2 separate regions of the Gossypium hirsutum genome follow, and region 2 is linked to region 1. Evidence: chromatin contacts called from public Hi-C data. All regions are on one chromosome and are shown on one strand. The core of a region is the stretch at or near the end of the contact, and the rest is flanking DNA. Distances in the headings are between cores, read along the strand shown.

Evidence for each region. Hi-C and Micro-C count contacts between places; a contact is called where the count stands out from the background.
Region 2: a Hi-C map of leaf shows a contact between it and region 1, with 1.8 times the contacts expected there. The contact joins the promoter of LOC107926094 here to the enhancer-like site in region 1. A contact is called at or near these places in 3 of 34 Hi-C or Micro-C datasets (anther, hypocotyl and leaf).

The regions. Positions count from the first base shown.
Region 1 is chrD04:9,774,545-9,778,091 of Gossypium_hirsutum_v2.1, reverse strand. No RefSeq gene overlaps it. Among protein-coding and RNA genes, the nearest start is that of LOC107925967, 23 kb to the right of the region's middle. Within about 2 kb of position 1,506, at least 3 of the 9 cell types and tissues checked have an H3K27ac peak or open chromatin away from gene starts, as enhancers often do. A contact at or near this core is called in leaf, where this site is marked.
Region 2 is chrD04:9,811,793-9,815,364 of Gossypium_hirsutum_v2.1, reverse strand. LOC107926094 (protein KINESIN LIGHT CHAIN-RELATED 2) reads right to left here and starts at 1,809. Exons shown (of 3, transcript XM_041091923.1): 1 at 1,637-1,809; 2 at 1-1,383. The coding sequence starts at 1,376.

The DNA.
Region 1 (3,547 bases), core at 257-2,756:
ATTGAAATGAGAACAAGTTATCAAAATAAATAAACACTTCTATTATAAATTATGAAATGTATCTTGGGCATGAAGTCCAAACACCCGAAAGGTGTAAAGCCAATGGGTGTTAGCATAATAGCGGAAAAAAAATTCAAGTCATAATAGATAGAATTGAATTGTAACAAAAACATTCACAAGACACTTAGTTTTTATTATGAAAAATGATTAATTTGTGGTGGATGCAAAAACCAAATAAAATTAAGCATAATTGTATAAAATACCCTCAACGTTTATGGGTTTCTGGGTTTGAGCCCTTAACCGTTTTTTTATTGACACCCTCAATATTACTATTTTTTTTATAAATTAGCTCAATTTTAACTATAAAAGTGAGTTCACCGTCAATCAAATGACATATGAACGAAAAAGCATATGTAGCATACCGCATAAGCACGATTTCAAAAATGATGTCATCAAAACAATTTTTTTTCATTTTTTTTCCATCTTTCTTCTTCTCTGTTTCTCTCTTCCCCTCTAACTGATGTTACAATAAAACTTTTTTTTCTCAATGCTTTATTGGATTTTCTCTTTTTCCAAACACATCTTTAGTTTTTTTTCTCTTTCCAGATTTTCTCAACACCTCCATGAATTATTAGTTTTTTCTAATTAGCATATCTTTGTCAATGAAATGACATATAACAAACATCCAAAAGAGTATGCAAACTAATGAAATCCATTAAAACATAATATAGATGCATATATATATATTTTATATGCACACCACCATTTTCTTCAATTTTCTCACCAACCAAATTGAATAAAACGAATCCATACAATAAAAAAACTTTCTAGTGTTTTAACAAAATCCCAGCAAATCCCACGTCCCCTTTTATACTAACCTCCAAATTCAAGTTTTAAACCTTCCACAATCCTGTTTGTTTCTCGAGAAAAAACAGAGAAAGAAAGAAAAAGATCAAGAAACCAAACTTCAATTTTAATTATTGACGCTCTTCCTCTAACACTACAACTTGCAAAAATGACGATCAACAATCATTTTTATGATTATTACTTTTTTTTTTAAAGAACAGAAGCCAAAACATTGTTTATGTAAGAATAAAATAAGTAAAAATATTCAAGCAGAATAAAACAATTAGTGGAACAACTACAGTGGAAAAAAGAAACCCATTTTTAACAATAAAATATATTGAAAATTCAAAGTCTTATGTTTGATTCCATGAAAAAATGGGTAAACAGGTTATCTTTTACTAAAGAAAAGTTAATGGGTTTAGTTCCAAATTGAATCAAAAACATGAAATTTTAAATAACAGTAAGCAGGAGCCCACTCCTTCCATTTTTATATTCCAAAGTTTGAAGATAATTATCAAGAGTTGTAAGTAGAGAGAAGAATTTTTTTTTTTCGAGTGAATAAAGTCTCTGGTTTCAGAAAAGTGAGGAAGAGAGACAGAGAGAAGAAGACACAAAATGGACACAAAATGAAAAAAAAAAAAAGAGTTAAATATATGATGTCATATATGACATCTTGCTGATGTGGCATGCTTCATAAGCTGCATTGTTGACTTGCAGTTTTAATTGACGGTCAACTCACGTTTATTATTAAAATTGAGTTAATTTTTGAAAAAATCGCAATATCAATAAAAAATTGTTAATGGCTCAAACCCAAAAACCTATAAACATTGAGGGTATTTTATGCAATTATGCCATAAAGGTATTTATTTACGTCTAATGAATTTATATTCAATTGATATAAATTATTTGATAATATTAATGCTTGAAGTATAAAATTTGACTTTCATGAGAAAACCATTAAATGTGAATATGATTTTGTTTAGGAATTTTTATTAATTAATGCATTTATACATATAGGTTATTATCACCATTGTTGATATTAACATATCAAATATATTGGAGTTTTTGAAGAATTTCCAAGATCAATAATTATTCGATAGATAAACTTTATAATGAAAGTATTTCTAAAAGTGAAATTTTGTCTCGACATGAAGATCCGGTGTTCAATAAGGATAAATTGTTACACAATGATATTATATAGAACTGTTATTGAGTATTCAATAGTGTTTATATAATCAAAATTAATCAAGCTAATTTTTCATGTAGATTGGAGATATTGAAAATCAATACAAATGGTTAAACAATAATGTTATAAAACGATGGTCTTGAAGTACCATTTCTTTATGTACCCAATGCACTCATTGTATTGATAATAGTGAATGATACAATACATCATGCTTTATAAAGTTGTTGGCGACATTTGAAGCATGAAAATGCAATTGAATTTTATTGTTATATTGATACGCATCAACAAAATTTGTTGTATATGTTGATGATTTACTATTGATAAATAATTTTGAATGACTCAATATTGAGTTATAAAATGATGTTCAAATAAGGGGAGCAAAATATGCATTGTAGTAACACCCCTCACCCAGTGCAAAGAATAATTGAGAATTCAATTACGCACTCCCTACCGCTAGATTTGAAAAGTTAATTTTCAGCATTGCATTGCATCGTTTCAAAGATCTTAAGTGATGCTTACATGAGAGGGAATAAATTCGCACTACATTTTTCTTTTAAAGTTGTGACATACTGTGTATTAAAGAATTATGTACTCTTCTTTCCTTTACTCAATTTTTGTCGCACAGGGTTTTTCCTAATCAGGTTTTTTAATGAGGCATATTTTTTATGCAATAAACATCCAAGGGGGTGTTATGAATGTTATTAAGTAGATATTCATTATAATCAACCTTTCAACTTTTATCCTCCATAGCTCTTCACATTTCATTTTATTGTAACCCCTTTTCTATTTATGTGTTAAAAAATGAATAGTCTAATCTCCCTATGTAGGAGTATACTACTTGTAATGATGATGAAAAAAAGAAAAATGCAATTAAAATTTATCTTTATTCTCATCTATTATTATTATTATTATTATTATTATTATTATTATTTTATAACAATTTATATGCTTTTATAGTTAAATTTAAATAACTTTTATTAACTCATGCCGAATCAGCCCAATTACAGTAGACAATAAGTCTCGTTTGTGGCCCAACCCATGAAGGCCTATTCAGCCCTTCCAAAGGTTTATCTAAAAATCCATTTCACAATTTTGAAATTTTTTATATATTATTTTAATTTAAAATGTATAAATTTAAATAAAAATATTATCTAGAATTTATAATCTATATAAAACCATAAATTTTAAAAACTTCACGAGAATATTTTTTTTCCTATCATATTACTCAATTAACATCTAAATATAATTATAAATTAATTTAAATTAATTAATTAAGATTTAAATATTTTACATAAAATATATTTGTTTTATTTTTTTCCCTCCTTTTCAAAAAATATAAAACATCTTTATTTGAATTCGTGAGGTGGTTTCTTATTTAAATAATAATTTAGTAGAAGTAGAACTTTCAGATTAATGTAATCTATAAAAAGCAAAATTAATAATATTCACACCGCAACTTTTATTTTTTATTAATAATAATTTAAATAATAGTTAATGTGTTTTAAAATTTTGAAA
Region 2 (3,572 bases), core at 560-3,059, 37 kb before region 1:
GCAGATTTAAACACTGTGAGCGCTTTCTGATAGGCAAAAACTGCCTCATCAAACCGAGCTAAAGATAAATATGCATCTCCAATGCTACAATCAATCGAAGCAACATCGAGTTCACGGCCATTGGCTGCCATTGCCATGCTAGCTAAAACATAATGCTCAAGTGCCGATTCATAATCTCCTTTTGAGTCACAGATGAGTCCCATGAGTCTCCTATCAGCAGCTTCTTCAATAGAAGCGGGAGCACCATTCTCCCTATGGATGTCAAGAGCCATTTGACAAAGCCTCTCTGCCTCATCAAATTGCAACGCTTGCACATGCGCTTCAGCAACGTATCGACACGTCTCACCAACTCGAGGATCAGTTTCTCCCAAAACTTGTCTTTGAATCTCCAAACCTGCTGTATAACACAAAATCGAATTCTCAATTTGACCCAACATTACATAAGTATCACCCAGTTGCATGCATCCAGCGAATTTAGCAAGTGCATGAGTTTGGCCATCCTCGATCACTGGGATTTCGATTGAGCGTTCAAGAACTGGAATGGCCTCATCGTATTGGCCTAAGCTACAATGCAATGCTGCCAGAACATGCAAAGACATTACAAGCTCTAGACTCGGTTTTCCATCTGCACATTTCTCGAATGATTTTGTTGCTCGAATTGCCAATTCAAGTGCTTTCCGAGGATTTTCACCTGAAGAAATCATATTCCTCGTCTGTTTGAGCAAAAACGGACCAAGTTCAGGATTCTCTAGCCCTGCCTCTAGAGAATCTCCTGTTCCATTGTTAAACTTTGCACCAAAATTCCTTTGCTTCCTTGCATTCTTCTCATGCCTCATTTCAACAGGAGTTTTCTCTTGAGATGATTTGCTCTTCGGACTTGATTTCACCGATGCTTCGGAATCCAATTGCAAGCGATGACGATGCTTAGCACCTTGAGTTTGGTTCTTGTCGTTGTTTTTCTTCTTAGGCATTTCATCAGTAACCTCATTTTCTTTCTTAAGGTTCAAGTCACCAACACTGTCTTCTTCTTTCTTCTCTGCTACCACCACCTCTTTTGTTATTTCAACAACACCGAAATCCCCGACAAGATGGCGTAATTCGGAATCGATCCTTGATTCTTCACCGTACGAACCGTAACTAGACAATGATGGAGATTGATCAGAGCTTTGCATCTCATAAACATTGTGATAAAGCTGCTCAATGGAGGTTGCCACCACACCATCAATGGCTAAATCAAGGGAATCACTTCGTGGACTCAGTGCACTTCTTGGAGACCTCTCTTGAGCAAAACTGTACTTATAAGGTGTGTGAAATCCATTGTCATGTTCTTCAACTCCAGTTTCTCCATTCATTGCATCCATAGCTAATCCAGGCATTGCAAAACTGATTTTAAAGAAAAAAAAAATCAGTACAAACTTATATCAAATTCTTCCATAATCTCCAAAAGGAAAATGCTAGCCAAGTCAAAGACAACTCCATTATTCTCTACTATTTACTAAATTTAGCAAAAATGACGACAAATTTCAAATGCTCAACTTCAAAATAAGACTACTTAAACCAAAAACAGTTATAGAAAGATTAAAAGAAAAACATTGAATGCTTAATAACCATAATCGATAAATGAGTAATACCTTACTTAGTTCTGTTTAATGAAGAAAACCCAAAATTCTTTTTTCTTTTTTAAAAACCCAAAGTTTATAATGCTGATTTTTTGTTCTCTGGGTGTTATATACAGAAGAAGAAGACGTTGATAACGATGAAGGAATGGGGCGGTGTCACGTATTTCTGTATCGTTGTTTGTTGCCTTATATATATATTGAAGTCTAGAAAAGAGAGGGAGAAATGAGGTATTTTATGAAAAGGAAAAGGAGTAAAATAGGGGAAACATATATTTAAATTTGAGATTATTGTAAATAATTTATTTATTTATTGGTGCAGGGTTATAAGCTGGTGGAATTTGGAAGCAATTTAGAATGTGACTTTTCTCCCACCATTTTTTTTTTTTTACATTTTTATGTTTGAGTTTCTCATGAACTCATATTATTTTTTTAAATAATATTTATTTAGATATTTTTTTATATTAATATTTATCTAAAATATAAATAAGAATATATTTTATTAATAAACAATGTTCTGCATTGTTTTTATTAATTATTTCTTAATTTGGTTGGGAGTATTTTAATTTTATAAATAAAATTAAGAAATTGGGAGGTGTTTTTTATTTTTTTTAAAATACTATTTCTTAATTTTAGAATTAATAATTTTATTTATTTATTATTGGGAATAATATTTGGGGATGTGAGACGGTTGAAAAACTGGAGCGCTTAACGGCTTTTTAACTGGAAGGTTGTTTTCTCTGAGACACGCGGAAGAAGATGATTGCAAGTTTAAAGTGGCGTAGGATTCCACGTGGACCACATCCAGCTTCATTCTTGCTGGTTTAATCTCTTAGGTGGTCCTAGTTTAGCCCAATTATTGGTGGGCCCATAAAATTTTCCATGGCCCACATCAATTCCAAATAGATTATCATTTTTTATTCTTTTTATTTTTTTCGATTAAAAGAAGACAGGCATATAAAACAACATGCAATTTATTAAACTACTACATAGTATATTGATGGTTTTGTTTTGTCCAACACTGTAATTTAATTTTTTTTGGATAAATATTAAAATTATATATCAATTGTATAATATTATACATAAATTTTAATTTACGTAATGAGATTTTAATTTGATTCGATTTTCACAAATCACTAATAATATTATCGAATTAGCATCATTTTACATTGATATATTGTATACACAAACAATTATATTAATCTGATATGAAAATAAATATATATTATTTCCGAAGAACTAAAAATATAAGAAAAAACTAAATTTTAAATTTGTAAAAAATACATAAACTTCTATTTAATAGCAAAACGGTTAATATTTTTTAAATAATTAATATAAAATTCAAATTGGCGTCTCATCATACTAATTTATGGGCAAATTATCAAAAAAAAGCCCTTTTTAAAAAAATTTACCGAAATGGGCCTTTTATGTAATTATTTACCGGAATGGTCGGTTTTCCGCGAAATCGCGTCCACGTCAGCGCGATGTCAATGTACGCGCCAGGAAATCGCGTCCACATAAGCGCGATTTGCTGACGTGGACTCAAATCGTGCTGTTTTTTAGCTTGGAAAACTTTGAAAGGCCATAACTTTTCTCTCGGTTGTCCGATTGAGACGAATTTTTTTTTATTTCGAATAACTTTTCGAGATCTACGCGCTAACAAACCGAAAAGTTATTCGAAATCAAAAAAAATTCGTCTCAATCGGACAACCGAGCGAAAAGTTATGGCCTTTCAAAGTTTTCCAAGCTAAAAAACATAGACTGTTCATGCCATGTCAGCAAATCACGTCCTAAGGGGCACGATTTGTGTCCACGTCAGTAAATTGCGCTTATGTGGACGCGATTTCCTGGCGCGTACCCTGACATCGCGCTGACGTGGACGCGATTTCGCAGAAAACGGACCATTCCGGTAAATAATTACATAAAGGGCCCATTTCGGTAAAATTTGAAAAAAAG